2 separate regions of the Sus scrofa genome follow, and region 2 is linked to region 1. A link is a contact called in public HiChIP or PLAC-seq data. All regions are on one chromosome and are shown on one strand. The core of a region is the stretch at or near the end of the contact, and the rest is flanking DNA. Distances in the headings are between cores, read along the strand shown. Region 1 holds the start of ZNF697 (zinc finger protein 697). Region 2 holds the start of GDAP2 (ganglioside-induced differentiation-associated protein 2).

Evidence for each region. HiChIP or PLAC-seq counts read pairs in DNA pulled down with a chosen protein or histone mark.
Region 2: an H3K27ac HiChIP or PLAC-seq map of alveolar macrophages shows a contact between it and region 1. The contact joins the promoter of GDAP2 here to the promoter of ZNF697 in region 1. A contact is called at or near these places in 1 of 5 promoter capture datasets (liver) and 2 of 2 datasets of contacts at active chromatin or transcription factors (alveolar macrophages and skeletal muscle).

What each region holds. Positions count from the first base shown.
Region 1 is chr4:101,517,928-101,522,066 of Sscrofa11.1, forward strand. ZNF697 (zinc finger protein 697) reads left to right here and starts at 2,325. Exons shown (of 3, transcript XM_013988104.2): 1 at 2,325-3,983.
Region 2 is chr4:102,877,238-102,881,152 of Sscrofa11.1, forward strand. GDAP2 (ganglioside-induced differentiation-associated protein 2) reads left to right here and starts at 1,506. Exons shown (of 14, transcript XM_021090826.1): 1 at 1,506-1,652. WDR3 (WD repeat-containing protein 3) reads right to left here and starts at 1,399. Exons shown (of 27, transcript XM_021089970.1): 1 at 1,320-1,399.

The DNA of each region.
Region 1 (4,139 bases), core at 1,075-3,574:
GGGTTGGGTTTGGTTTTTTACTATCATGCCTTGGCTGTCACTCTGGAAAGAGCAGAGGATTTCAGTTTTCCAACCTGGCCTGGCTCCATACATCTGACTTGATCATTTGAGTTTGCTAGCTAGAGGTAGAAAGAGCAATTTTAGCCAGCCTGAAATTCCTTTCTCACTGCTTCTACCCAGGCCACTTTCAACATCAACAGGTCTCTTTCTTTAGAACATTTATAAAAACTGCAAGTAGCCCAAATCTTCTAAAATCCTGATGTGTGTCAACCAAGACTTCTAAAACTCCACCCTAGAAATGCTGCTTGGGTCTGAGACTTTTCACTCAGTTTTTTGTTTGTTTGTTTTGTTTTTGCCTTTTTTTGGGGGGGGGGCTGCACCTGATGCATATGGAAGCTCCCAGGCTAGCGGTTGAATTGGGGCTACAGCTGCCAGCCTAGGCCACAGCCACAGCAACCCAGGATCTGAGCTGTGTCTGCTTCCTTCACCACAGTCCACAGCAACGCCAGATCTTAACCCACTGAGTGAGGCCAGGGATGAAACCCGCATCCTCATGGATACTAGTCAGGTTCATTACTTCTGAGCCACAATGGGAACACTTCACTCAGTTTTTTGATCACCACAAGTGTTTTCCAATTCTATAGCCTGGTACAGAGGGATCCTTTCTGCTCTCACCCTTCCTCAGCTTAGCCAATCGTACATCTAAGGATCTGCACTGCAATACCCCATGGCCAGCCACATAGAGCTCTCTTGGCTGCAAGAGATAGAACTTAACTCAAAATAATTTAAGCTCAAAGGGAATGTTTTGGCTCATGTAACCATACAACTAAAAAGTCTAGGGGTATCTTGGCCTTTGGGCAAGATCAACAATAGTGTAAGGATTTGCTTGTGATTGTGTCTCTCTCTCTCTCTCTCTCTCACACACACACACACACACAGGCAGGTGTTGATCTTGTACCCACCACAATCTGCCACTCCCTAAACCACAAAGACTAAGTGTTGGGAAGGGAGTTATTTTCCCAAAGATGCTAAGAGGTGAGATGGATGCTTGTGGGGCTAAGAAAACCCCACTTTGTACTTGAAAGCTTAAAAAAGTAGGCAAAGCTATCCAGGCTCCCTTCCTGCTTTGAAAGGTGAGGATGAGAACAGTCATCTATTCTACCTCAAAGTGAAGTTGGGAAAAAAAAAAAAGGGCAAGGGTAAAATATTTGCTTACTTTATTAACATAATAAAACCCAAACCCACAATCTTAAAAGTTTAGACGTTTCTGAAGTTGTTGTGTGCTTTTGGAACCTGTCGTCAAGTTGGAAAACTTGACATCCATCCTCTAACAGCCCGGGAGGCTCCTCTCCCTCCTTTTATCCGCTAGTCTATTACCTTCCCCTGAGGCCGGGGAGGGCGGGAGAGGGCCCATGACCAGGGAGAAAGGAATGTCATTTCTGTCTGGTCTCAGACTCTGCATATCTTTGCTGGGAATGTGCCATTTATTAATTTCAGCCTCCACATCTTCAGCAATGATCTGTAACAGGAATTAGTTAATTCAACAAATATTTGTTGAATGCCTAGTCCTTTATCCTTTCTCTCTCCTCTGTCTTCACCCTAGATCTGCCTCTCTCCTAAATCTGTCTCAGCAGCATTTAAACATCCCCAAGGAGCTCTCATCTTAAAAAAAAAACAAATAAAGCCCCCACCGACAGAGAATTCTCCTTAGACCCCACTTCCTTCCCAGCTACCCCACCCCTCACAACCAAATTTCACACACTGTGTCCCTAATGTATTATCTGCATTTTCTTATCTCCAGTTCCCTCCTCTAGCCACTCGGTCCAAGTTCTGCTCTCACTGGCACAAAAAAAAGTTTATGGAAAGAGCACCACATTCTGGGAACACAGACCTCTGCATATGACTTTGTTAAATACTGTGTGGTAACTGTGTGAGGCTCATTGGAGTCTGACCTTCTTGGGGGTAAAACGTAGCTTATAGTTACTCAGGAGGTATCTTACTTTTCAATGTCCACTCCAGGCATAGTGACTACCATGTAGTAAGTGTTAAATAAATCTTTGTTAAAGTAACGAATTAACGTGGTTTGGCAAAATAAAAGGAGGGGCAGGTTTGGTAAGGGATGGAGGTAGTGAATGAAGTTTTAGATGTCCCGAGCTGAAGATAAAAATGGAGGAGGAGGAGGAGAGGGTACCCTGTTAGAAGCAAAGCAGAAAATAGCTTCAGCCAGGGCATAGTAAACAAAATTAAATGCTACGGGTAAGCACATCTTTTTTTTTTTTTTTTTTTTTTTTTTTTTCTTTTCCCCAAGCAAAACCCTAAGGAAGGTCACTAGATTTGCCAAACAACCATTATCCATTATCTTTTGGAGGGGCACACTTTCACTGGAATGTTGCCGGATTGCAAACCATTACGGAGTAGTCATTGGCAGGGTCTGGAAAAGTGAGGATCACAGCCCAATTCCTTTAGGTAGAGGGTCAACAGAGTGACATGCCACAGGAACCTCTGGGAGGGAGCTGATCCGATCTGCCTGCTCCTCATCAATCCTACCGCTTACATTAATCCAGCCCATTTTAGGTCCGTGGTTAAGGAGCGCCAAAGAAAGAGAACTACAGCAGAAACGGACAGTGGATATGCTTTTCTTAAATGTAACCGAAACCCTCCCTCAGCCAAATGTTCTGATCCATGTGCCTTTGAAATGTGAGAGGCCAAATGGATATGATAGGTAATTATGACCTTCTCCCTGAGGACTTTTCAAACACATTTTAGAGCATCCTAGAATTCTTCCTTTCCTTTTTCCATTCCCTAGTCTTCGATCGCTCTCCTTGTGAGAGAACACAGCTTTTAGGCATTTAGCCTCGATGTGGCCCTTTCTTGATTTTCCCACGAGCGTCCTGGGAATTGGACAGGAATCTGTGGACCATGTACAGACTTGATAGTCTGGAAGCCCAGTTCCTTTCTTGCGTCCAATGGGCTCCTTCCCTCACCACACCCCCTAACCCCACCACGCGCTCACTATACAGCGGCCATCACATCTGTTTTGTAGAACCGAGGAAACTGAATCCTAAAGGTGAAAGGGGAAGATAAGCACAAAGTCCAGCACGTTCCTCACTCAGCAGCCCAGGGGTTTTTACATGTCCTATAGTTAATTCGCGTTAATTTGTTCTCAATCTCTTAGTTTAATTACTTTTCTTGAAAAGATGCCTGGGACAAGGCCAACTTCGGAGGATGGAATGTCCCCAAGTCAGGATCTGGAAACAATCAGCTCTTTTGGTTTTAAGGCTAGAGCGCCAAGATCTTATGGAACCTGAATTCCTGGTGAGCAGTCAAGTTCTTTCATCCGCCCCCAGCAGGATTCCGGTGGCTCAAAACAGAAAAAGAAAAAAGAAAAAAAAATCTATTAAAAACAAAAAACAAAACAAAACAACAAAACCCGAGTCAAGCCAAAGCGAAGCCACCCCCAACTTCCTCATTTCTAAAGGAAAGCCCTGGTCCACCGCAGTCCTCCCGCACACTGCGACAGCTCAGAGGCAGCACCGCAGTTAGGGACCCCGGGCGCAGGACTAGCGCCCTCGGGAGCTACTGGCTGGGCGCGCGCCGCGGGGCGGGGCCCAGGGCGCGATCCACCCGCTGCTCGGTTCCCCCGAGCGCTTAGGAAAGGAGCGAGCGCCTCTCTTCCAGGCCCGGGGTCCTAGTCCGGCCGGAGGAACCTCCAGGGCGCCCGCTGCTGTGGTGGCAGGAAGTCTCCGGGAACTACAAATCGAGGCATGCTGGGAACATTCCCCTGCTCCTCCCAGGAAATGTCCTTTGTCCAGCCCTACAGGAAGCCCCAGTGAGGAGCCAGCCGGGCAAGCAGCCAGTCTGCCTGCCAGCCAGCGGCCGCTGCAGCTGCCGCCGCCGCCGCACAAGGGCAGACGCGCCGCGGCGCGGGGCTCGGGCCGGGGCGCGCGGTGCCCTAGCTCCTGGCCGCGCCCGCCGCCGCGCAGGTAGGAGCGTGGCTGCCGCTGGGCTCCCCCGCCGCCTGGGGATCCGGCTGATAGGGACCCGACCGGAACATTGCGGGGATGGGGTGTGCGCCCATGATCGGGTGGCGGAACCGCTGGGCGAACTTGTGCCTCGTAGACTGGACCGTTGTCCGCTTC
Region 2 (3,915 bases), core at 256-2,755, 1.4 Mb after region 1:
AACCTATTGGGATCACAGCCTTGTCATAATTTTTGGCTAATTAATATTATTTAAGCAGCCAACGCTTAAAGAGTGCTTACTATATGCTACCTAATACATTAAATGTATATAACTGAGTAAACACATAGTTCATTACATATAGTAATTAAGTTAATTAAGCGAGTTAATATATGTAAACCACTTTAAAAAAGCATCTAGCATACTGTAAGAGTATAAAAAAAAATTCACAATAACCTTGCAAGATAGGTGCGTTACTACCTGCATTTTACAGATTAGGAAACAAGGCACATAGAATGAAACAGCTAGCCCAAAGTCATTCAGCTGGTTTTAAGTGCCAAAGCCAGATTACAATCCCGTCAAACTCCAAATTTTCTTCTTTAAACCACTAAACTACTTCTCTTACCCTCTGTCCTGTCTGAAGTAGGATTCTTTTCCCTCTTTCCACAACTTTCTGTTCCAGTGGCTTAATCACTGGGTTCCTGCACCAATTTTCTATGCAGCACCACCGCCTCCAGGTTTTTCATTTAAAAGTCGTAATACGACCTAATTTTATCAGATGCACTATCCCAAAGCCCTTGAAAAAGCGAAACTGTTTTCAGTTCCCCCAAACTCAACCCATTTATCCCTCTTTATTTCTCACATAACCTTTCTCCTGTCAGGCTAGTTGGTTACCCTCCTTGTGCTGTGCCTTGCCTTCATGATATTCCTCTCCTATCTACCTATTTTAATTAGTGTTATCCTCTGAGGCCCACTTCCCTCGGGACTAGTCTAATTCCTGAAGCTTTTCCAATGCTTCAGTACTTCAATGATCTTCCATATAACTTGGAACTGGTCACTTGTATCTAACGTGCACAGATCTCGACGCTTTTTGGATAGCGCTCACGAGATAACGCTACTCTGAGCCCCTAACATCCATGCTTCCTAACCCACAGCCCCCCAAAACATGCTTCTATGATGCGCTGCAAGGCTGGGCCGCGGTAACAAACCTGTCAGACGCCCCTAAACCACGACTTCAGTCAGGAGAGAGTGAGGTGGGGATTCCTCACACCCACCACGCTGCGGGAGCATCCTCTGGCGAGCATTGCAAGCCCCGGGTCAGCCAGCTCGACACCGCACGCGCCAGCCTCAGGCTCCGCAGACGGCCCCCCGGGACAGCAGTGAAGCGCTCGCAGTAGCTCAGGTTCCCCTCCACCCTAGCTACGGGCCCCCAAATTCCCCTGGCTTGTCTGCTACTGGCACCACGAAGGCCTCAGTCAGGACCAAACAAACCAAAGGAGCGGAGCAAAGACGATCTGCCACCGCGAGACCACTGCACGCACCTGGGCCTCCACGAGGTTCTGGGCTGATTGGACCCGCCCACTGGGCCCACCCCTTCCGGGTCCGCTCCAGGTCCCTCTTCCGCCCAACGTTCCTTTTGCCTTCGAGGGGAAATGACGTCAGAGCAAGGCTCTGATTGGCGGATGCCTGCCGGGAGCGGAAGCCCGTGTTTTGCAGCCCCGGGCTCCCGCGACTGCTCCTTCCAGCCTCTTGGGACTCGGCTCGCGTTTACCACTGAGCTGCTGGCACAGGTTGTCAGGCGATGCGACTCGGCTGCTTTCCACGAGGAACTTAACCCGTCGCACCTGCCGCCCGGATGGGACCGCCAGAGAGCTGTGAGAGGCGGGACGGAGGCTGGAAGGGAGGGCGGGGCAGAGCGGGCCGGGGGAGCGGCGGGAGGCGCACGGACTCGGCCCAGGTTAGGGGTGCGGACCGAGAGGGTTGGTTCTCCTCATTCTTTGCAAAAATGCACCTGCCGTTTCTTTCCCCGCTGTTGGTCAGGTTCCTCTGGTCCGAGGGGCTGTCGGGGACGAGTTACCCACCAGAGGATATACAGTAGGTAGACCCGGGCATTAGGACAGTGGTGCTGGAGTCACTGGGGAGGCGCGCACCTTGGAGTGCAGGTGAATTAGGGCGGCCGGGAGCCCTGGAGTTATATAACCCCAGAGTCGAATTTTTGGGGTCGCCTGTGTGGACTGGGCGTTCCACCGACCGAGAGCAGCTAGAATCAGAGCTGGGTAGGCAATGAGCCCAGGATGCTGAGTTGTCTGGATCCCTGCAGTCCCTGGAGTGACATTGGTCTGGCTTTCAGTTTCCGCTCCTTGGCCGCTTGAGGGGGAAGTGACCGGAGCTGACTCCTCCTTGCTTGGTAATGGTAATTGAGGCTTTAAGTGCTCTGTCACCAAGTGGGCTTTTTTCTCTTTTGCAGTTTCTGTCCGATCTTATTCTTGAACTGCATAGAAGTGTTCACAAAGGAGTTCTGATGTCTGTAGCTGTGAAAAATTAAAGCTAACATATAACAGTATAGAAGAAATAAGCCTCTGCCTTCACTTATTGTATGATAGCTGCAGCCAGCCCTGAAATAAGACTTCTATCTATAGTATCCGATTTTCTTTAAGCGTTGAGTTTTTAAGACATGTTCAGCTAGTCTTCTATATTCAAGAAAATTGCAATTGTAAAGAATGTATATGATCAGATGAAAGTAATTGTAACTGTTTAGGTATTTGAAAAAAGATTACTGCGGGTTGGATGAATGGTTAAGGGAGGAAATTGTGACAACAGACTATTATTTCAGTAAGTTTGGTGGTGGAAAGGAGAACTTAGGTGAGCGTGTCTGGTTAATATCTCATAGTTAATGTGAATTGTATTATATAGATGAAAAATGCGTATATATGAGAAAAACTTTGCTTCGGTAGAAAACTTTATAGTCTAGATTCCATCTTGAAGACACCCCTTGAATTACTGATTTAAGAAAGCTATTTAAATACTGTCAGTACTAAAACAATTTTTTCTATAGACACAAAAATTCTGTCCCCTTAGAGGCTCAGTGGAAGTTTTGTCATGAGTGCATTCATTTCAGTATTCTTGGCCGATTAATGTGTCTGATTATGTAATTCCCTTTTTCTACTCTCTGGTTTCTTTGTGAGTTAAATAAAATTTTGAACCATATTCTTTTTGCATTTTAAGTCATGGTTTTACCTTTCAAAAAAATTAACATTATTAAATAATATGGCAGTATAGCAGAAATTGACAGAACATTGTAAATAAACTATATTAAAAATCTTTAAAAAATAAATATTATGGAAAGGAACAACCACAAAGGGAAAAAATAATTTTATAAAAATTGCTATAAGAGGAACTGTGAGTGCTAAGATAATGCATCTTATAAATTCCCAATACACTGTTTCAAGAGCATAACCCTAGTTTCTTGTTTCAAAATTGCTTAATGTATTAATATTATCAAAACATGGTAAAGTTCTTTTATATGAGGTGGTATTATCAACTCACCGTTAGAGCATGTGCTTTGGATGTTTTTGAATGACGGTGTTAAATTTGACCTAGTCCATTAACACAGAACTCTTTTCTTGATATGTTGACATGTTTGACTGCTTCAGTTTGTTTTTCCATTTAAGTAACTTGCTTAAAAAAAGGTCATTCTTTCTATTTGCATAGGATGATTCTTAAATATAATACGTCTGGCATTGGGATACAGATATTGTATCCAGAAGTTTTAGATATTGACAAAGACATAGAGTGGTAAACCTATAATTTATGCAAAAACAATGAGATAGAGCTTGTAATTAATGGAGGTTAAAAGTGTGGATCAGCTTTCTTTGTATTTTTAACTAGGCCTAGGTAATCTAAGTATTTTGAAGAACAAGAAAACAGATTTAAAGTTCTCTTTAAACAGACAAACATCAGGTGTTTTGAGACAGTGAGCTAACATGTTCTGCCTGATTCTGCCTTGTTTTTTTTGCCTTTTTCTTGAGCCGCTTCCACAGCATATGGAGGTTTCCAGGCTAGGGGTCTAATCGGAGCTGTAGCTGCTGGCCTGCACCAGAGCCACTGCAGCGCGGGATCCGATCCCATTTGCGACCC